2 separate regions of the Zea mays genome follow, and region 1 is linked to region 2. A link is a contact called in public Hi-C data. All regions are on one chromosome and are shown on one strand. The core of a region is the stretch at or near the end of the contact, and the rest is flanking DNA. Distances in the headings are between cores, read along the strand shown. Region 1 holds the start of LOC100382921. Region 2 holds the start of LOC542291 (general regulatory factor 1).

Region 1 (5,661 bases), core at 1,152-3,651, 190 kb before region 2:
CCCAGGCCGGCACGTCGTCCACCTGCAGCACTGACCTCCTCCGCCTCCTCCCCTGCCTGCCCTTCATCGAGGGCACCGCCACCGTGCCGGCGGACACCTGCTGCGCCAACCTTGGCAGCATGGTGCACGACGAGCCGCAGTGCCTCTGCCAGGCTCTCAGCAACCCCAGCACGGCCCCCGTCGCCGTCAACATGACGCGCGTGATGGCCATGCCTCGGCTCTGCCGCCTCGACCTCCCGCCCGCCACCGGCGCCTGCGCAGGTAATACTCGTACGCACGCGATCTCCATTACGTGCACGGATATTTCGCCTCCCCTTCTCGTGCCAGGGATTTGGCACTCACTGAAGTTGTGTTTGATGATGAGCCCTCTTGCAGTTGCCGGTCTTCTTCCCCATGGACCATCACCGCCGCTGCCACCGCCGCCGCCGCCGCCCGCGGCGGCGGTCACTCCACACGCAAGCGCCAACTCCAGTGCTCCAGCGACCCTCACCACGCCAGCGACGCCAACGCCGACGACACCACGTATGATACCGTCACCGTCGGTGAGCAGCCAGACGCCGCCGCGATACAGCCGGGGGTCCAAGATGATAGCTCACGGCTTCTCTGTCACTCTTGGTTTCGTGGCATTGGTGTCAGTCCTAGCTTTCTGAAGAATTGAGCGGCATTCGTCAGGCAGTTAGAATTATGTCTTAGAGAAAATTAGTTGCTTTTCTGATGGGCTTGTTTCCTAGAGAGACTAGCCGCCCAGGAAAAAAAATACTGTATGTCCATCCCGGTTGTTCTTGTTCGGCTACAAGATTTGTGTTTTCAGTTGCAAACTCACTGCCACCAAGTACATAATCCACTCAACTGCACACTGATCAACGATCCAAATGATCACAAAAAATATATAAAAAAACACAGTTAACAGCTAATCCTCTTCCTCTAAGCAAAGAAGGTAGGCAACTAAACCCACAACGGGGACGAACCGCACCACACTCACAAGCCCAGCAGCATCCGCCTTCACGTTCCGAAGATTGTCCCCGATCAGCCACGGCTGGAATACGGAGTACAGAAACATATCCCAGAGAAACGCGTAAGCAAGCCGCTCCGAGAACAGGTAGCTCTGCAGATACTGCCACCGTTCCGCAATGCCTCCGAAACCAGAATCTCCGCGGCCAGAGAACGCCCAAACGATCGAGAGAACGCAGACGAGGCCGCCGACCGCGCCCACAGCCGGCGCGCCGTTGACCATGACTGAACCCAGCTGTGATCTTCGTGGCGGAGACCGGTCCGCTTCCGGACCGTTCAGTCGGATCGCCATGTAAGGTATCAAGAAAGCTGGAGAGATGACAGCGAAATGCTGTTAGGCAACCTCCTATCCATGAACAGCGAGTTTTTTTAGTGTTTTCCAAAGAGATCATACTGTTTGTGAGGAACATCTGAAAGCCCCACAGGACATCGAGCGATCCCTTGTAGCGGTCCCTCCTACAATCCGTGAAGAGGAGTGGCGCAAAAAGCAGCGTCCAAGCGAGCACCAAGTTGAACAATCCTTCTGCCATCTGGGGCGGCAAAGCAGGCGTATACAATTTATTATAACAGTCTCAGGGCACGAAATGCGTGCGCAACTGCACTGCTGTGTCGCAACAAGCGTGAGTAGTCGGCTGCTTACAGGGTGAAGTAGAGGCGATTCGAGCAGGTGAACGCCAACTACACTGCCCAGGAAAACTCACCAACAGAGTCACGCCCACAATAACTTTGGGAGAGAGAGAGAGAAAAAAAACCATTGGGCTTGGGCATAAGGAACTTGCTGGGTTTCAGCGTACCTGAGTTGAGCAGCGGCAGGACGAAGAAGAAGTTGAGTGATAGGCCGATGAGGTCGCTGATGGTAGCCTGCGAGATTGCCCAGACCGGGTCGCCCTGCACGAAGATGGAGATGGAAGCTACAGACTCTATCTTTTTTCTTCCTGCCGGAAGTGTCTCTCGGGACACGATGATGACAGCGTTTGAGCTCATAATTTGGAACGCAAATGCACGCTGAAACGGGTACGGACTTACTGACCGGGGCGTAAGGCAGAAGGAAGAGCCAGAGTATATAGGCAGCCTCGGCGCCCCAGAGCGCCGCCTGGAGCAGCGCGCGCGTGCCGTCTGGAGCTTCCGCGGATACCTCGCCGCCGCCGCCGCGCTTGGCCGCGAACGGCGCGCGCGCGCGCGCCGAGGGCCCCACGCGCTGCTCGACGCACAAGACGAAGGGCAAGGCCTGCGGCCGCGCCGCGGCAACGGTCCGAAAGGCAGGAGGGGCGAGGTGGGTGGTGATGCGACATGGGGAAGCGCTGCAGAGGACGGGGACGGGTGGCGCCGCCATGGTCGCGGGCTCGCGGCCAAGCGGGAGGCGCAGCGACCAGACCAGAGATAATAAAGCGCCATCTTGGGCGCGAAGTGGTGTGGTGTATGGTGCCCCGCCAAGCCAGCAAGGCGACACTATCACGTTGCTACGTGGCCTTTGACGGTCGCGCCATCCGTGCCCGCTACTTCGGACCGTTGGATTTGTTTAGAATATTGTTTTAGAGGTGTTTGTTTCCATTATTCATTCTTCTAAACTTTAGGGACCAAATTTTAATCTATAAAATTTGTATTTGATAGACATATTTTAGTCATGTTATTTGTCATTTTAGAATTAAAATTAAAAATAACTAAACTTTAGCTACTCAACTTTAGGAGGCGACGGACTCACAAAAATATTTTTTTGGAGGGACGTCTTCTAAGATGGGGTGGATAAATTTTGAAGTAATGCCTTATAAGATGGGGTGGTTGATGGATAATAAAGGGGCGTTGAGTTACTTTAGTCATCTTCCGAAACTTTAGTCTCTAAAATTTCTATTTGGAAGACCTCCTTTAGTCATATTGTTCAACAGATTAGAGACTAAAAGTGACTAAACTTTAAACGACACTAAACTTTAAGAGGTGGGAACCAAACACCACCTAAAGCGTTCATACCTCTCTTCATGGATCAACAATGTTATTCATCATTAAGATCAATATATTGAATAATATATCTAAAAAACATGTGAAAAATAAGAAGAAATATGTGTAGATATGTCACTAAAAGTCTCGTAAATATATGGAGAAAATGGTATAGTATATGTTAATTATTATCTCATTATAAACTTATACGAGAACCTCAAACGGAAAAACTCATAACCAAGTCTAGAGAGTAATAAATATGTTCTAAACTATAATTATCATCACTTTAACTTTGTTTACAAGTTTAATGTAGCCGTGTGCTTGTTTCGTAACGATGCAATTCATGTTTTGGACTGGTAGCTCATTTTAGTGACTACAACATATAGTTTATGTTGTTGTCATAATATGTTCATTGAAGTAATGTATGTTTACATTTTTATAGTGGTTTGGAGTTACCCAATTGTTATGAGCTTATGATCGGCATGAACAGTGAGCTTGTTTTTGTTATGTTTTTACATTCATGGTATCAATTCTTATATCATAAGTAACTAATCGGGCCCCTATATTAGAGAGTAAAGTATGGTATAGCTATTTTTTATTTTATTTTATGCTATTTCAATGTACGGTTTGTACTAATGTCGTACGTGTAGGATTTGTGGAAATGTAAATATTCGTTTTTGGTGATAGAAATTTGTTAAATAATAATCCTAGGTTATTTGTGTTTTACTTCCATGGTATTAACTCTTATGTTGTAAGTAATTAACTAGGGCCTTATATTAGAGAGTAAAGTTGTTAAAGTTAATTTATTGATTTGCAATAATTTGCATTATGTAATATTTGTTTTTGGTGCTAGAAACCTGTTAAAAGAATTATGGGTTCTCTGTGCACTCTTTAATGGATAGATGATGTGTTATCGAAATCCCTTCTTATTCTGAAATTCGTAAACAGTTTTTTTCGCTTATATATGTATTATATTATGTGTCGCCTTATGTTCTTTCTGAAACCTAACATGCTTTGATAGAGAAAGTCTGTTCACATATCAGATGATCGCATTAAAGATAGTGATTTTATATTTTTCACTACGGCTAAACGATTCGTCTGATCTGCCTGTTGCAACCACACCTTGCAGATTGAGCTGGGCGCGCACAGGAAAGCCCCCCCCCCCCCCCCCCCCCCCATCCGTAGAACACACAACCGTACGTCTTAGCGAGTGTACAGTTTGCTGCATCGTCCTCTGCATTTCGGCAGGCTGCAGCCACACCCGGACACCCTCAAGCTTGCAACAAAATGTAGAGGTAGAGCTGCGTGGACGAGCGAGGGTGACGACTTGCTGGAACCATGTGAGTGTAGAGGTACATGCAAGTGTGAGGGCTTCAGGAGTAGAACTGGAACGTCGATGCGTCTTGGACGATGCTCCGTAAGCCGCCGATGGTGGACACAAGCATCAGCAGCACTCCGACGATGATGCAGCCCTGACAAAGAGACGCGGACGGAGCAAGCAAGTGGTGAGCAGGCAGAGGCCAGTCCCAGCTCTGGACTCTCTCCCAGTTTGAAAAAGCCAAAGAATGCGAGGAAGAAGAAGAAGTGGCGGTCGTCGCCTACCCAGTTGGCACACCACGACGCGCTGAACCTCGGCGGCTTCTTGATCTTCAGCCACAGAACGCAGGGGAGCTGCGCAAACAGGGTCCAACGAGTCTCGTCAGTCGTCACTGCTATGGTACGTGTCAGCGTGGAAGGCAGAGCTGCAGCTGCTTACGAAGTAGGAGGTCGGCGTGAACCCAAACCCTCCGAAGAAGCCTAGGAGGTCGCCGAAGAACGGGAAGGTCACCGCCACGAACAGTGTGAATGCTGCAAGGCAATGGCATGGCGCCGTGGTCCACAGACAGTTACCACGAGAATTGGCATGCGGGAGTGTTCCAGTCTCTACGTGACTACGTCAGTTCATACATACATACCAACGTAGGCCGATCGGGCCACTAGACGGAGGAGCAACCCTCGCGGCAGCCTGAACCTTGTGGCCATAATCGTCTCGATGCTTTCGAACATCGGCATCGCATATACCTGATAGCTTCCGACGACATGGATGACGACCATCATGTTGGCGGCGGCGACGAGCCAGGGCGGGCGTTGCAGCGCCACGAGGACGTTGTCGCCGACGTCGCGCCCGAAGGCCCAGTACCCGGCGACCGCCACGGGGAAGTAGCACGCGGCGGTGACGAGGTACGCGGCGACGGTGCCCTTCCACATGGGCGCCCGGGACGGCTTGGTGGGCGTGGACGGGATGGTGGCCTGGATTTCCAGCACCACGCCGTGCCCCGCGTACGCGAACGCCACCTGCCCCAGCGCGCTGAACACCCGGAACGCCGAGTCCGCCGCCGTGCCGGTGCCGGTGCCGGCCTTGTACGCGTCGTAGCTCACCCCGGGCACCGGACCGCGCGCCACGCACGCGGCCCACGAGATGGTCGAGTAGCTGCACGCACGCAACGAGTGAGGGAGATGAGATCCACGCCACGCAACGCACGTACTAGCTGCTATGGTCGTAGCTTGCTCGACAACCGTGCTACGACGACGTATACCAGAGCGACATGGCCGCGGCGGCGAAGGACACGGCGGTGATGGCGTCGAGGTTGGGCAGCTGCGACAGCAGGAATTGGGAGGAGCCGAAGATGCAGATCCAGTAGGACCGGTGCAGCGGCGCGCAGCGCGGGCACGCGGACT
Region 2 (5,142 bases), core at 145-2,644:
ATGATACAATTGTGAGCCTTTAAATCATAGATACATTTAAAGAGACAATATGTTAGAGACGAACTCTTTATAAAGAACACTTCTCTTGTATTTTTTTATTAACACCCTAGAGGCCTTTAAGAAATCTTTCTTCTGACTAAAGTTTAGTTCGTATTCCATCAAATATTTGAGTATCAATTATAAATATTAAATAGATGTTTTATAATTTCATCTCGTATCTTTACTAAACTTCAAGAGAAAATCCCTTCAATGCCATCCAATCTTATATCAATCCCTCCAATGCAATCATAATTTATAGCTTCCCTTCAATGCCATCGAATTTAAATTTTAATCCCTGCAATGCCATTACCGTTAGTTTGGAGCTAACGCCGTTAGTCCAATTTAAAGTCTATCTCTCCAATACCACTAAAATCTATACTGATCCCTTCAATGTCACTAGAAATTGGTTCGATCTATTTGGGTTTAAAAATTCCAGAATCAAAAAATATGGATCAGATTTTTAAAATTCCACGATTTTTAAAAACTTCAGTCCATTGAAGAAATTGACATTGGAGATATTGACTTTAAATTGAACTAACAGCGTTAACTTCAAACTAACGATAATATCATTCAAGAGATTAAAATTTAAATTTGATGTTATTGAAGGGAAGCTATAAATTCTGATGACATTGAAGAAATTAATATAAATTTGGATGTCATTGAAGGAATTTTCTTTTAACTGAGGCTAACAAAACACCCACATGCCCGATTTCAAATCCATCTGCTATCACTCCATCCGAGTGACAGTCGTTGCCGCGCGCCTCATGTCACCTGACGCTCGTGCAGGAGCGGGCCCCGCGGCCTCTTCGGCGACACGCCGACACGCCTTGTCGCTCCCCACGCCCCGCCGCCCTGTGTGTCTCGTGAGTCGTGACGTCCGTCCAGAGGTCCAGATCCATCCCGCCCGCGCCCGCGCCCGCCAGCGCCAGTTCTTACCCGCGCCCGACGCACGAAAGGACGTCACGTGGCCAGCGAGGCACGCGGGCCCACGGGTCGGTAACTCAGGCAGCTTTGCGGTCCGTGCGAGATGAATCATTTCCCTTTCGGCCCCGCGCCGGTCAGTCCAGCGCGTCCAGGCTGTCTCGCGGCGCGGCGCCGGAGCCCGGAGACTTACGACCAGGGCGGCACAGGGCCCACCATCACACCGGCAGGCAGGTAGGCCTGACAGGTGGAGCAGGCTGTCCAGTCCCCACAAGTCGTGAGCCGTGACGGCCTCTGAATTCGTCGATGGCTACGCCTCTGCCTGTCCGGTGGGCCATACGACCACATGCACCGCGCGGGACTAGGGCTGCCATCGTGGCGCCGACACGCGTCACCATATCATTGGGCCGCGGGACTCGGCGACAGGCCTTTTGTAGACCGCAGCCGGCACCATCTCTTGCCGCACCCCCCATTCGAACGCCGGAGCTCGACAAGGACGACCGACGACGCACGCGGAGGTTACCTCTCGCCCCCCCTCTCCTCCGTCCCTCGGAGTCTCCTCCTGTCTTGATTTCGGGTCGCTGCTGTTTCGATCCCCTTTCCTCCCTGACGATTTGCTTATTTTTGCGTTGGATTTGTAACCTAAACATCTCGTTTCCGCACCGTTTTGGGGCCGCGTCTACTGGTGGTTGGGTCCCTTTAGATCGAGTAGGCGCGAGGATGGGGACACATCCCCGATTGATCTGACGTGATACGCGTACGGATCCGTCAAAGCCTCTACTCCAGTTTAACCAGATGATTATGTGTCATGCTTATTAAGCGGCGTGTTTTTTACCGCTGGAAGTTCGTACATAGGTACTCAGATCTGTCCCTTTTCAAGGTTAGAGGAAGTGTTGGAAGCTAGGATACATGGTTTCAGCTAGGTTTAGTTTGTGGTTTATTGCAGGCAAAATTCGCCAAGCAAATACTCTAGTACTCTTTTTTCATACAGTTAATGATAAATTGCCGTTACCTGACCATGAATTTCCGTGATTTATGCTGAGAATTTTGCATTACCCCTGGAAATCCCCCGTCTGAATTTGACTAGCTAGTACCTATTCGTGCCACAGATCAATAAAGTGTTGTCCCATATATTGATGTATATTTGCAGATCCGGCGTACTGCAAATTTTGAAAACTGAACTGTAAGATGGCATCAGCAGAGCTTTCCCGTGAGGAAAATGTGTACATGGCGAAGCTCGCTGAGCAGGCGGAGAGGTACGAGGAGATGGTTGAGTTCATGGAGAAGGTAGCCAAGACTGTTGACTCGGAGGAGCTCACTGTGGAGGAGCGAAACCTCTTGTCTGTTGCATACAAGAACGTCATTGGAGCCCGCCGCGCCTCATGGCGCATCATCTCCTCCATCGAGCAGAAGGAGGAGGGCCGAGGCAATGAGGACCGAGTAACACTCATCAAGGATTATCGTGGCAAGATTGAGACTGAGCTGACCAAGATCTGTGATGGCATCCTCAAGCTGCTTGAGACCCATCTTGTGCCGTCTTCCACTGCCCCCGAGTCCAAGGTCTTCTATCTCAAGATGAAGGGTGATTACTACAGGTAATATGATTGTATGGATCCCAGTAAGACTTTCTCATATGCTGTGAGATTACGTTTCTGTTTGACTGATTCAGTTGTCATGATTAGATACCTTGCTGAGTTCAAGACTGGAGCTGAGAGAAAGGACGCCGCTGAGAACACGATGGTGGCATACAAGGCTGCCCAGGTCAACAATTTTTTGTTTCATTCTTAATCAGTGTGCAATTTTGTTCATGAAGCAATATGCTTGTAGTTTTTTTTCACGTCATATTTTATTACAAGTTTGCTGAAAAGGGGTTTGTGGTGCATTCAGGACATTGCTCTGGCTGAGCTTGCTCCAACTCACCCTATTAGGCTTGGACTGGCACTTAACTTCTCAGTGTTCTACTATGAGATTCTGAACTCACCTGATCGCGCCTGCAGTCTTGCAAAGCAGGTTTGTTTTTCAGCACCATTTGATGTTTTCTTAGTATATTATATATGTGGACGTGCAGTGCTTGTGTAGGGAATTGTTTGTCTGTTTTTGATGATATGCTGTACTTATGAAATGACAAGCCTAGTGTGACCTTTGTTAATTGAGCAGTAAGGGGAAAATGGCATCTGGGACATTACTGTCATAATACTATCACTAGAGGACCATATTTGCTATGTTGCCTTTTCTCATTTGATTCATCTCTAGACTCAATGCTACAACCCTATACTTTGCTGAGACTTTTAAATTATTTTTTCTGGTTATGAACTATGAAGCCCTCCAGATATTAGATATTAGTATGCCCTGTGTTTTTGCATGCATGTTAGTTTTATCCTATGTCAAATATTTCTCTCTTTGACCACCAATTTTGTAAAAATTAATACTCCCTCCGTTGTTTTTTATTTGTCACGTTTTAGTTAAAAAATAAACTAGCGGGCGACAAATATTCGAGAATGGAGGTAGTAAATTATATAGGCTAACAACATAAGTTTATGTTTTTGGATTCATTATGAGAAAGACTTTCATAATATGCGGTTCACATGTTGTGACACTACATGTTTTCTTTTTGAAAATTAATGGTCAAAGTTAGAAACATTTGACTTAAGGCAGGCCTAATACAACATGTAAAAAATTGGAGGGGCTAATTGTTTTTTGTTGTCACACCTGCTGTCATAAATGTGTACTTTTTATACAAGGATTGGTTTGTGCACAATTTGTGATATGGACAGGAAACCTAATATTATGGTTATTCACTATTCTGTCATTGACTTATATACAACACTGGAAATTTCTTGGAATCGGTCTTTTGGGAGACAGCATCTTTTAATGGCAGTCAACTGTTGTGCTGAGTGCGTGCACACTAGAGCATCCTATTGGGTGTACCTAACCTTTTGTTATTATGTGACTTTGGTTGACTGCTACTTTGTATTAAGTTATGCCGTTGAACAGTTATGCAAATCCTTTTAGTTCAATGTCAAAGTCCCTTTAGGAGAATAAAATATCACAGTATATTCTGCACTGGTTGAAATTGTTTGTTCTAACTTTAGGTTGTAGGTCCTTAGTGGCTCATAAAAAGTTGGGCATTTAGCTACCTTGGTATTCTGTATTTTGGGGGTATATGAATTTGGGTTTTTTTTTGTCTGTGAATAGACTTCGTGTACTTTGTTTTGCTATTAAATTGCAATGTGTTTGATCTTTTCAAATGTTTTCTGGCCTATCTGGTGTTCTGAAGTTTTTTCACAGCTGAAAGAAGAATGAACATCTTAATTGTTTAGAGTTTAGTTGTTTATTGAGAGTTGAGACAATTGACATGTGAAAGACATCATGCTGATGTTCCCTCCTGGGCGATTTGCAGGCTTTTGACGAGGCCATCTCGGAACTGGACACCCTGAGCGAGGAGTCCTACAAGGACAGCACTTTGATCATGCAGCTCCTTCGTGATAACTTGACCCTATGGACCTCTGACATCTCGGTGAGACCCATGTCCCTAACACTAAGTTTTCTTCGCACTCTTGAATTGGATCTTCCTGAAATCAGCCTCCCCCCTGAACAATTGTATTTCTGGTGCTTGGCTGCAGGAGGACCCTGCTGAAGAGATTAGGGAGGCGCCCAAGCGGGACTCGAGTGAGGGGCAGTAAAGCCGGCTTTATGTGCCTAGAAACTAGTAGCTAGTGTTTGCTGCTGTCGAATGACACTATGCAATGTGATCTGGAACCTGGTTTCTTGGGTGCGACGCTTGTAGCCGTGTTATGACTGTCGTCCGTAAAATTTGGGGGCTCCCCGTAAGGGATGCTGCCTGGCAAGGCCTCGGTGTCCCACCTCGTCTGTGGCGTGGGGCGCTGGAGCCCGGTCTGGTTGGGTTGGGAAGCCCTTTAAACTGTTGTCACTTGCATTTTACCTTTTCCATCGCTGTTTATTGTGAGTGGTCCTATATCAATGGCTGGTCTCAGTGGTCTATACGTATGCTTTTTGGTTCTCTTGATTCCTCACAGGGTGAGTGGGGGCATGAGCATTTCTCTGTCTCATCTCAATGATGTAAGTTTTCTGTTTGGTGTCTCGTTCCAAGATGACTTCAGAATCCGTAAATCTCTGAAGTCTAAACGCTCTATCTAAACCTTTGGATTCGATTACAATTGT

What was found. A called contact is a pair of places that touch in the nucleus more often than the background predicts.
Region 1: a Hi-C map of leaf shows a contact between it and region 2, with 3 times the contacts expected there. The contact joins the promoter of LOC100382921 here to the promoter of LOC542291 in region 2. A contact is called at or near these places in 15 of 25 Hi-C or Micro-C datasets (bundle sheath, ear, endosperm and 6 more) and 2 of 3 datasets of contacts at active chromatin or transcription factors (leaf and seedling).

The regions. Positions count from the first base shown.
Region 1 is chr2:43,270,382-43,276,042 of Zm-B73-REFERENCE-NAM-5.0, reverse strand. It overlaps LOC100382921, which reads right to left and starts at 2,401. Exons shown (of 5, transcript NM_001361689.1): 1 at 2,042-2,401; 2 at 1,806-1,899; 3 at 1,652-1,689; 4 at 1,406-1,541; 5 at 835-1,320. The coding sequence starts at 2,344. The coding sequence ends at 911. It overlaps LOC103646358 (lysine histidine transporter-like 6), which reads right to left. Exons shown (of 7, transcript XM_008671093.3): 3 at 5,520-5,661; 4 at 4,899-5,413; 5 at 4,700-4,791; 6 at 4,546-4,614; 7 at 3,975-4,415. The coding sequence ends at 4,317. LOC100281998 (protease inhibitor/seed storage/LTP family protein) reads left to right here. Exons shown (of 2, transcript NM_001165449.1): 1 at 1-261; 2 at 376-815. The coding sequence ends at 650.
Region 2 is chr2:43,076,788-43,081,929 of Zm-B73-REFERENCE-NAM-5.0, reverse strand. It overlaps LOC542291 (general regulatory factor 1), which reads left to right and starts at 1,394. Exons shown (of 6, transcript NM_001363909.1): 1 at 1,394-1,478; 2 at 2,111-2,555; 3 at 2,643-2,721; 4 at 2,848-2,970; 5 at 4,361-4,477; 6 at 4,584-4,942. The coding sequence starts at 2,149. The coding sequence ends at 4,643.